2 separate regions of the Macaca mulatta genome follow, and region 1 is linked to region 2. Evidence: chromatin contacts called from public Hi-C data. All regions are on one chromosome and are shown on one strand. The core of a region is the stretch at or near the end of the contact, and the rest is flanking DNA. Distances in the headings are between cores, read along the strand shown.

Region 1 (5,254 bases), core at 1,963-4,462, 91 kb after region 2:
TGATTCCTAAAGGATTTTATAGCAGCTTTGGCCTGTTAGGTAACTTTTCTCTAGGAAAAATGGATGGGTAGCCAGAGTGGGAGGAGGAAAAATGAGACCTAGGCATCTGAACTCGCTCAGGTATTTCCTACCTAGGGGATTCTGGAATGGGAAATCCAGGGGCCAGAAGAAAAAGATTTAGTGAGACACTTTGAGGAAGTCCTTATTTCAATCTAACTTCCAGCAACATTACTCCCAAACCCTTTCTTACCCCTCCATGGGAATTAAGGCCCTATGTTTGTTACTTTTGCTCACTCATTTAGTTTTCTCTATATTCTAAATTATATCCCAGTTGTAGTGTCTGCCTTTCCTACTCTGTTCTCTAGGGAATTTTGTCAGCATCTTGGGGGTCCAGCACACTGCATCTCACCCACTGAGCTCTTCCCTCCTTTCCCTTTTCCCTCCTGCTCCTGGCCCTTTAAAACCCTCCCCAGGTGACTCACCTTCCTTCCTCATTCCTTTGTTAAGGACCCAACATTCCAAGACTGGGAGGATCAATCAGCCAATCATAGCCCTGCCAAGCCTACCTCAGGCTTGAGATTGGCTGGAGCTGTGGTTGGCGGGAGGCTCACCACACTGATATAAAGGATGTTGGGGAGGGGGTTTCTGGGAATCGGCCCTGGGAAAGAATTTGTTCTGGGGTTGGTTAGTTTTTGGAGAGACTCCTTCAAGTACAGCTGGAGCCAGAGGGTTCTTCGGCTTGGAGAGCCTGGAAACTGAAGGCGGCTGAGAATCCAGCTCTCTTGGTCTCCTGGGGGCTTGGCTGACCCCTGCCCACTTTCTTTTCTTTTCTTTTTTTTTTTTTCTGTGATCTGGGACCCAGAGGTCTGAAGGCTGAATTCCCAGGCCTGATCCTAAGAAGTCTTTTCCAGCAGCCTTGGATCTCTTCAGTCTCAACATTCTGCTTTCCCGACGTCGGAAACAGCCGGAAAATAAACACCCTGATGACTAAACGGTTTCTCCAGCTAGAGCCTAGGGAAGCACTAAAAATAGAGGCCACAAGTGAGGGGAGGTTCCCCACTTGAGGGGGGTTGGCACTTTCCCATCCTGCTACTGCCATAGCCTCAAGCCTGGCACAAGGCTCTGTTCTTCTCTGTCCTTGGGGGAAGAGGCAGATGGGCTCCCCCTGCCTACCCTGAAGTCTTTTGGGCAAACTAGCCCTGCCTGGCAGGAGTAACTCACATCTTCTGGTGTTGGGGGTCCAGCCTCCCAGACCCAATGAGGAACTGAGAAGCTATATTTGGGGACACGGTGGGACACTGTTTCCTGAAACGGGGGTCAGGTAGAAGGGTTGGAAACTGAGGCCAAGGAAATAGGAGCTTGCTGGCTTCCTGTCTTAGGACACACAAGATAAGTCTCCAACCTATTTGCAGAGCAAGTCCACTGAACTCACCTCCTTTGAGGCTTGCATGGGCCAATGGAGGCCTAGAGGGTTCTTTGCAGACCAGCCCTTGGCCCAACGGTCTGGTTTGGGTTATTATACAGTATAAGACACTGTACTAAGCAATCTGCTTAGAAGAACTAATTTAATCTTCACACTAAATTTCTGAGTTAGCTACTATTACCATCATCTCTTGTCTACCCATGAGGACCATGAGGTAGGGGGAAGTTAAATAATGTGCCTGTGTTCACAGTTAATGAATGATGGAGTGAGGATCTGAACCACAGCAGCCTGACTGCAAAGTGGACATTTCTAACCACCATGACATGTTGCCTCTCTCTATATATTGGAGTCTTTGTCCGGTAAATCAGATCCAGCCAGATAGAAATCAGGGTGTGTGTCTGGGCGCGGTGGCTCACGCCTGTAATCCTAGCACTTTGGGAGGCCGAGGCAGGCGGATTGCCTGAGCTCAGGAGTTCGAGACTAGCCTGGGCAACACGGTGAAATTCCATCTCCACTAAAATACAAAAAATTAGCCGGGAGTGGCGGCATGCGCCTGTCGTCCCAGCTACTCGGGAGGCGGGAGGCGGGAGGCGAGGCAGGAGAATCGCTTGAACCTGGGTGGCGGAAGTTGCAGTGAGCCAAGATCGCGCCACTGCACTCCAGCCTGGGCGACAGAACAAGACTCCGTCTCAAAAAAAAAAAAAAAAAAAAATTCGGGGTGTGTGAAGAACTGAGTGCTCTTCTGTTCTGCAAGGTTCTTTGAGATCTAAGCCAGATGCCATCATTTCCTTACGCTCCTGGGACAAAGCAGCAGGACTTGGAAGTAACAGGGATACTGAAGAGGACGGGTCAGTTGTCCAGTAGGCATGGCACCCACACTCCTGTTGTAGGGCACGTAAAGATTCACCACACCCTGGAGCAACCAGGAATTTGAAAATAAAAAAAAATTAAAGAGCTACTACTGCTTCTTTAATAAAATATCTCTGGGTGTTTACTGTGCGGCGGGAGGTGGGGAGGAATTAGGGTCCCGCCCCTTTAAATTGCCCCCTCGGCAGTGAGTGCTGTGGGGCCCAGCAAGCACTGGAGATTAGGTCACCCAAGAACTATGAGCTGTCGCTTTAAATTGCTGGGCGTCTGCCGAGCCGGGACCTGGGACAGGAGGGGGCCTGTCACAGGTAGAGGGAGCAACTGAGCTCCCTAGGTAACCCCCCACCCCCAAGAATGTCGCCCTTAAGTGGGGCTTTGTCACACACCAAGTGGGGGAGATGGGAGCTTTTCACCACTTCCAGTCTCCCCTTAATTTATCTACTTAGACTCCCACCTCCCAACTCTCCTGGGGCCCGGGGCCGGGAGGAGGTCCCGAGGTGGCGCGTGTTGAGAGTGTGCGTGCAGCTCGCACGGCCTCCCCGGAAAGGACCTCCTAGAGCACGCGGTAGCAGCAGCGCCAAGCGAGCGGGCGGGCGGCCGGCGTGCTCCGAGGGGCACCGTGGGAGCGGACCGATCCCTTTAAAGGCCTCTGGGTCTCGCCTTCCTACTTTGCCTCGCTTGGTCCCTTCCTCCCTCCCTCCCGGCAAGCGGAGGGATCCGCCGCTCCCGGCGCCACAGCCTAGCTTGAGAGGGCGGTAGGGCGGGGGCCGACCCGACTCGGCCCGGCCCGGCCAACCCTGGGGAAGCGAGGGGCGGGGCCGCGTCCTCGGGACCGCCCCAGCCCCGGCTCCGCCCCGCAACCCCCACACTTGCCTCCCATTGGCCCCCACACCTGTCCGTCACCCCGTTCTCCCCACCCCTCAAGCTAGGCTGAGCTGTGCCTACGTCGGCCTCGACTCCCGGGGGCTGGAGGAGTTACCTTTGGAGCCCGAAAGGAGGAAGGAAGCAAAATATCAACAACAGCCGAGGCAGCTCGGGCGCTCGGCCCCGGTTCCCCGCTTGCCCGCCGCCCGCCTGCCGGCCCCCGCGCCCACGACGGGGGCCCAGGCCCCACGGCGCCGCCCAGGGCCCGCGCGGACGCCGGCCTCATTTATTATTCCCCCCGCCCGGAGCTGCGGCTTCCTGGTGTTGAAGATCCCCTGGACCAGGGGCGAGGGCTACCCGCTCTTTGCCGTGACAACACCGTTCCCCCAGCCGGGCTGGTGAGTAAAGAAAAATAATGCGCCTGCCACTTTAAGAGGCCCCCTCCCCCACCCGGTCCAGGGGTTGGGGTGGAGGGTGGTCTAGACCGTCCCCCTGAGGGGTGGGATGGGGCAGCCCCCGGGCCGGGAGGAACTCGCGAAGCGGGCCGTGTTTTCGTGTGGCGTTGGCGGGGATTACCTAGGGGACTGTTTGTGTCAGGGAGTCTGCCGTGGGGGACAAGTGGAGTGGGCTGCAATTCCCTTGGGTGTTGGGAGTACGGGGTGGGGACGGGCGGATTGGGGGTGCGCCCGCTTGTTCGCGTAGGGGGTTTACGACGGCCTCCGAGCGGTCTGGGACGGGGCGCCATCCTCCAAGGGGGTCTCCGGTGACAGCCGGGAGCGACTGACATTTTAACAGCCGGCCCTCCCTCCCTCTCCCTCCTCTCGCCGCCTGTTCCCTCCTCCTTGGCCCGAAATGGTGCAGAAGGGGGCCTGGGAGGGCGGCGGGAGGGTGGAGGCGGGGGGAGCCGCAGCTGTTTGGGAAGCGGGGGAGGGAGGGGGGATGTTGTTCAGATGACACCGGGGTGGTGGGTTGGGGTGTGTGAGTGTGTGTGTCTCCGGGGCCCGTGTTTGCCGGGTGCCTGTGGAGTTGGGACGCGGAGTCGCCACGAGGTGGGCACGCAGGACCCTTCCTTGGGACCTCCTAGCCCCGCTTCCGAGACCCCTGATGTGGTTTGTCAGCAACCCCAGCTGGAGAACTCCCTGGCCAGAAGTTTGCAGCTGTTCAACATCTGGGCAAGAGTTCTCTAGTCCCTCTCTCCACCTATGGCAGGCGGAGCTGGGCTGCGAGTGGGGGTTTAGGGAGTTTGGGGGGGCTTTTGGGAGGGTGGGCCAACGAGACCAAAATGCATTTAGTCCCCTACTCCAATGCCAGCCTCCCTCCTACCAGGTTTGGGTCTTAGGGGGATAGGGGAAAGGGGCCCCCTCCCCCTAGTGAATCACGCTGCCCTCTCAGCAGCTTTCTGAGGGCTCCCCCTGAAAGGAAGGCACTCTAGGAGCCACCGACTGGGTTATCCCAGGTTTGCCCCTCTGAGTGGGAGCCTCCCTCTGCCTCCCCTTACTTGGTGCACTATTGATGGGTTGGGGGAGGGTGTCGCGGGCTTGGGGAGATCCTGTGTCCCTCTTTGCTGTGCCCAACCCCCATTCGAGTTTTCCTCGGAGTCCTGGTTTCTTTGCTTTGGGGTGGGGGTGGCCCTTATCCACTCCTCCTCCTATCCCTGCAGTGGGTCTCCGCAGCAATTCAGGGTCCAGCCTAGACTATGGGAAGTTTGCCGTCTGGGGCGGTGACCTTGGGCTGCTCTGGCCTGGAGATAGGAGGGAGAGTGCAGGTCAGCCTGAGATTGGGTGTTTTGGCGTTTGGGAGCTGTCCACCTCCCACTCCTCTCCCAACCCCAACAGGAAGGTCTCAGTAGCTGAGGAGAGCACTGAAAAGGCACATGTCAGTGTTCACAGATGTCCACCGCTTGTGGCCACGGGGTCACACCCGCCCCAGGACTTAGTCTGGCTCTCCCAGCTCCCACGGCCCTGCCTGGGAATGAATTTCCTTCCTGTGGTTTCCCAGTGTGTTGGGCAGGAGATGGGGGTGGGGTAGGACTATTGTGGGAGTGGCTGAGGACCTATTTATACGGGGTGATTGGGGGACACTGGAGCTTATATGGAACTT
Region 2 (5,012 bases), core at 311-2,810:
TTAACGGGAGAGGGCTGTCCTCTGCACCTGCAGACCATTCACAGAGACACAAGTATTGTATCTCATTCAGAGGGCAGCCTGAGGCCTAGAGAAAGTGTGAGTTGGTCACTGATTCAGGCCAAACTGAGACCAGACAGTTTTTGTTCTCAGTGCCTGCCTGCCCGCCACTGGGGAGGCTACAGGGTGAGATAGCCTGAGACCGAGTCAGGAGAGCCAGATTATGGTTTCAGCTCTGCCATGATACAATTCAGTGACTTTAAGCAAACCACTTCTCTCCACCTCAGTATCTTCATCTGTAAAATGGGTTAAGGAAAAAAATTACCCAATTTCCCATCCCTTAATTCATGCATCTGCAGGAAGGGTTTCAGATAGGGCAGCCACTCTGGCCTCTGAGGGGCAATCATGTGTTTACTGCATGCTAGGGCAAGAGGATCTGACTACAGAGTGGAAGGAGGGACCAGGGAGATGAAAGGGCAGGGAAGCTTTAGAGAAGGTGGTGTGTGGGACTCATGGAGCACACTTTATGAAGGGGGAGAAGGCTCTTGCACACTTATTTGAATACCATCCTTTAGGCATCTTCTGTACCAGGCACTAAAATGAGCTCAGCCTGGAAACACGATGGAAGAGCAGAGCACAGGCAGTGGTTACTGGGAGATGAAGTATTCAACTGGAGCCACCTACCTCTGAGGGCATTTCCCCAAGGAAAGGGATGTCCATTTTCTGACACTGGGTCACCAATGCAGTGAAGAGGGGCTTGTTAGGCCTTTTGGGGTAATAGATGGTTGGCTCATAGCCCTAGGAAGAAAGTGGTAATTCAACCCCAGATCCCAGAGCCCTCACACCCTCCTCCCCCACAGCCCCTCCCCACATACTTACAAAGAGTTTGAGGTGTCGAGCACAGACCAGACCATCTCCTCCATTATTCCCCGGGCCACAGATGACCAGGACAGTAGGGGGGCTCCTGGACATGGACGTGGGGGGATATGCCTGAAGGCAGAGTCAAGGGTGGTTCAGCGGGGTTTCAGGCGGTAATAGATCAGATTGGCCCAGCTGTTTCTCCCACCCCTTTGTGCCTAGGCCAGAGGGCTGGGACAGTGACTCCTCCCTGGCTGCTCCCAAAGGTCGAGAGTTGTGCCACTGACCTTGGCGATGGCTGTGGCACAGCTCAGCCCGGCCAGCTCCATAAGTTGGTCCACGCTGAACTGATATTCGTTAAATAGCTCCTGGTCCACGGCCTGGGCCTCCTCCTGGCTGAGGAAAACCCGCGGCCTGAGTCCCGCCCCTCGTGTTCTCCATTGCGCAGGTGGCCCGGCCGTCCCAGGCCCCGCCCCGCGGCAGAGCAGGCCACCAGAGACCCGCGCCTACCTCAGGTACTTCACCGCCGTGCTCGCCATGACCTCTGAGTCCCAGCGGCCACCCGAGTTCAGCCGCTGCGGTCCCCACCAGGTGGGTCCCGAGCGGCAGGCGATGGTCTCGCTTTTGATCCGCAGCAGGCGCGAGCCCGCAACCAGAAGCCCGAGGCCCAGCAGCGTCCGCACCCCTGACATCCAGCTAGCAGAGCGCTCGCCCCCTGCCAGGCCCGGCTCGACCCGACCCCGGCGCATGCGCGACCCTCGCCCCGCCCCCGGAGAGGCCGGGCCAGCACGCGCGGGTTCCGGAAGCGGCTCGGGGCTGGAGTCTTGTGGTTCTAGCAGCCCTTGGGCGGGGGAGCCGTTCCCACCTGGGCCAGCTTCCCTTACACTTGGGATCCGAGCTCTCCTCAGGAGCGTTTACAAATCGCCACACATTTCCAGATACGCCGAAATGCCTTGCTCCCAACCGCCCTTTGATAATAAGTGCTGGCTTTGTAACTCTTTCAGAAAGGTATATGGTATAGCAGTTATCCTTTATTCCTGCCCCACTGCTTAGAGGCTGAGTGAATTGGGGGAGCTGCTGGTGTCAGTTTTTCGCCTACACAACAGGGAAACGAGTACATACTTCATAGGTGCTAATGCCTGCAAACCGGCGCAGAGGGAGTGCTATAGAAATTAAGCTACTGTTGTTATTTACACCAGCGAGCCTATGTAACTTAGGCCCCTTCTGCACTAAATTAGCTTCCCCTACCTCTATTTTACCAGGATATCGCGCTGTACTTCCCTAGTCATACTTACCCCCTTTACTGAGATAATAGCTACGGAAATAGAAAATTATCCTTAAATAGGTTCTGTAAGCTATGGTTTAAAATGTAATCGAAACCATAGGCTCTGTCAGGCCTCTGAGCCCAAGCCAAGCCGTGGCATCCCTGTGACTTGCACGTATATGCCCAGATGGCCTGAAGTAACTGAAGAATCACGAAAGAAGTGAAAATGCCCTGCCCCGCCTTAACTGATGACATTCCACCACAAAAGAAGTGAAAATGGCTGGTCCCTGCCTTAAATGATGACATTACCTTGTGAAAGTCCTTTTCCTGGCTCATCCTGGCTCAAAAAGCTCCCCCACTAAGCACCTGGTGACCCCCACTCCTGCCCGCCAGAGAACAGATCCCCTTTGACTGTAATTTTCCTTTATCTACCCAAATCCTATAAAACGGCCCCACCCTTATCTCCCTTGCTGACTGTCTTTTCGGACTCAGCCCGCCTGCACCCAGGTGATTAAAAAGCTTTATTGCTCACACAAAGCCTGTTTGGTGGTCTCCTCACACGGACGCGCATGACTGCTCCAGGTCAGGATGATGTTTCACTAGAAGTCTTGAGAGGAGGAGTAGAGTTTACCCAAGTGGTTTTGAGAACGCAAACACACTCTGTTGCATGGTTAGGGGAAAAGGTTGGAGAGTAACAAACCAGTTACCATCAAGGCACTAAGATAAAGATAATTATCCAGACTTCTAGGGACTCAATGTTTGTGTTCCTTCCCCCCTCACAAATTCATATGTTGAAGCCCTAACCCCCAGTGTGATGGTATTCTGAGACAGGGCCGTTGGGATTAGCATTAGTTGGGGTATAAGGGGTAGGCCCTAGTCTGGTAGAATTAGTGCCCTTATGAGACTTTCTTCCTCTCCCCGCCCCTCCTCTCTGTCACCATACTGGAACCCTAATCTGACTTCCAGTCCCCAGAACTCTGAGAAAATTAATTTGTTGCTTGAGCATCCAATCTATGATATTTTATTGTGACAGGCCAAGCTAAGACACAGGTAAAGGGAAGGTCTTTTTTGTTTTTTAGACAGGGTCTCGCTCTGTCACTCAGGCTGCAGTGCAGCTGCCTGATCATGGCTCACTGCAGCCTGGACCTCTGGGATCAAGTGATCCTCCAGCCTCAGCCTCTCCAGTAACTGGGACTACAGGCATGCGCCACCACACCCGACTAATTTTCATATTTTTTCAGAAACGAGGTCTTGGCAGGGCACAGTGGCTCATGCCTGTAATCCCAGCACTTTGGGAGGCCGAGGGTGGGTGGATCATTTGAGGTCAGGAGTTCAAGACCAGCCTGGACAACATGGTGAAACACCGCCTCTACTAAAAATACAAAAATTAGGGCCAGAGGCACTGGCTCACACCTGTAATCCCAACACTTTGGGAGGCCGAGGCGGGTGGATCACCTGAGGTCAGGAGTTCGAGACCAGCCTGGCCAACATGGTGAAACCCCATCTCTACTAAAAATACAAAAAAAATTAATGGGGCATGGTGGCAAGCATCTGTAATCCTAGCTACTCAGGAGGCTGAGGCAGGAGAATTGCTTGAATTCTGGGAAGAGGAGGTTGCAGTGTGCCAGGATCCTGCCACCACACTCCAGTCTGGGCAACAGAGCCAGACTCCATCTCAAAAAAAGAAAGAAAAGAAAAAGAAAAACAGTAAGTATAAGAAGAGTGCTCTAACCTCCCCTTTTCTTCCTGAAAGCAGGAAACAAAACTCCCATGTGAACAATGCCTTCCTCCAGGAGGAAAGAAACATTATCACCAGAGACAGGGAGCCGAAGCTGAGAGAATTCTCTATAAACAGACCTTAATAAAATATCTCTCATCTTCCTTTAGCCTCCCCAAATATTTTATTTTTATTATTTTTTTGGAGACAGAGTCTCACCGTCACCCAGGCTACAGTGCAGTGGCACGATCTCGGCTCACTGCAACCTCTGACTCATGGGTTCAAGCGATTCTCCTGCCTCAGCCTCCCTAGTAGCTGGGACTACAGGCACGCACCACCACACCTGGCCAATTTTTGTAGTTTTTGTAGAGATGGGGTCTCACCATGTTGCCCAGGTTGGTTTCAAACTCCTGGGCTCAAGCGATCCACTCACCTTGGCCTCCCAAAGTGCTGGGATTACAGGTGTGAGCCCCTGCGACTGGCCTCCCCATATATTTTAGCTGCTTTTCCACAATTAGCTCTTTGTTCAACCTAGTACAAAACATTTAGGTTTTCCTTCTTTGGGTCTTCATTGCTTTATGAGGGCTCCTGTGTCACATAAAATTTATATTAAGTAAATCTGTATGCTTTTCTCTTGTTAATCTGTTTTATGTCAATTTAATTCTCTGTCCCAGCCAGAGACCCTAAGAGGGTAGAGGTAAAGTTTTGCCTTCCCTACGTTCTGTTATCTGACATGCTCAGGAGTGGATTATTTTATTTCAACTTAAAAAAATACATTAATTTTCCATCTGTCAAGTGTGGTCAGGGTCTTTTCTTTGAGGATGGAGCCCGTGATTGGATTCCTCATCTTCTTTCTTACATAAACCTCACCAGTTATGTATCACCTGCAATTTCCAGTTTACTTCCTTAAAGTGAAACAGTTAATGGCATGTTTGAAGCAATCTTGAGTGTAGAATTTATTTATATTTTTATGATTATTCTCCCAATTTGTAATAATCTTGTTGCTCACATCTAATTCCATAGCAGCTTTTATCTTTTCTTTTGAGACAGAGTCTCACTCTCTTGCCCAGGCTGGAGTACAATGGCATGATCTTAGCTCACTGCAACCTCCACCTTCCAGGTTCAAGTGAATTATCCTGCTTCAGGCTCCCGAGTAGCTGAGATTACAGGCGTGCA

What was found. A called contact is a pair of places that touch in the nucleus more often than the background predicts.
Region 1: a contact with region 2 is called in a Hi-C map of liver, with 1.8 times the contacts expected there. The contact joins the promoter of MEF2D here to the promoter of NAXE in region 2. A contact is called at or near these places in 2 of 14 Hi-C or Micro-C datasets (CD4 T cells and liver).

The regions. Positions count from the first base shown.
Region 1 is chr1:110,422,186-110,427,439 of T2T-MMU8v2.0, forward strand. MEF2D (myocyte enhancer factor 2D) reads left to right here and starts at 3,213. Exons shown (of 10, transcript XM_077943888.1): 1 at 3,213-3,552.
Region 2 is chr1:110,333,018-110,338,029 of T2T-MMU8v2.0, forward strand. It overlaps NAXE (NAD(P)HX epimerase), which reads right to left and starts at 1,561. Exons shown (of 6, transcript XM_001116635.4): 1 at 1,366-1,561; 2 at 1,143-1,251; 3 at 877-987; 4 at 682-795. The coding sequence starts at 1,547.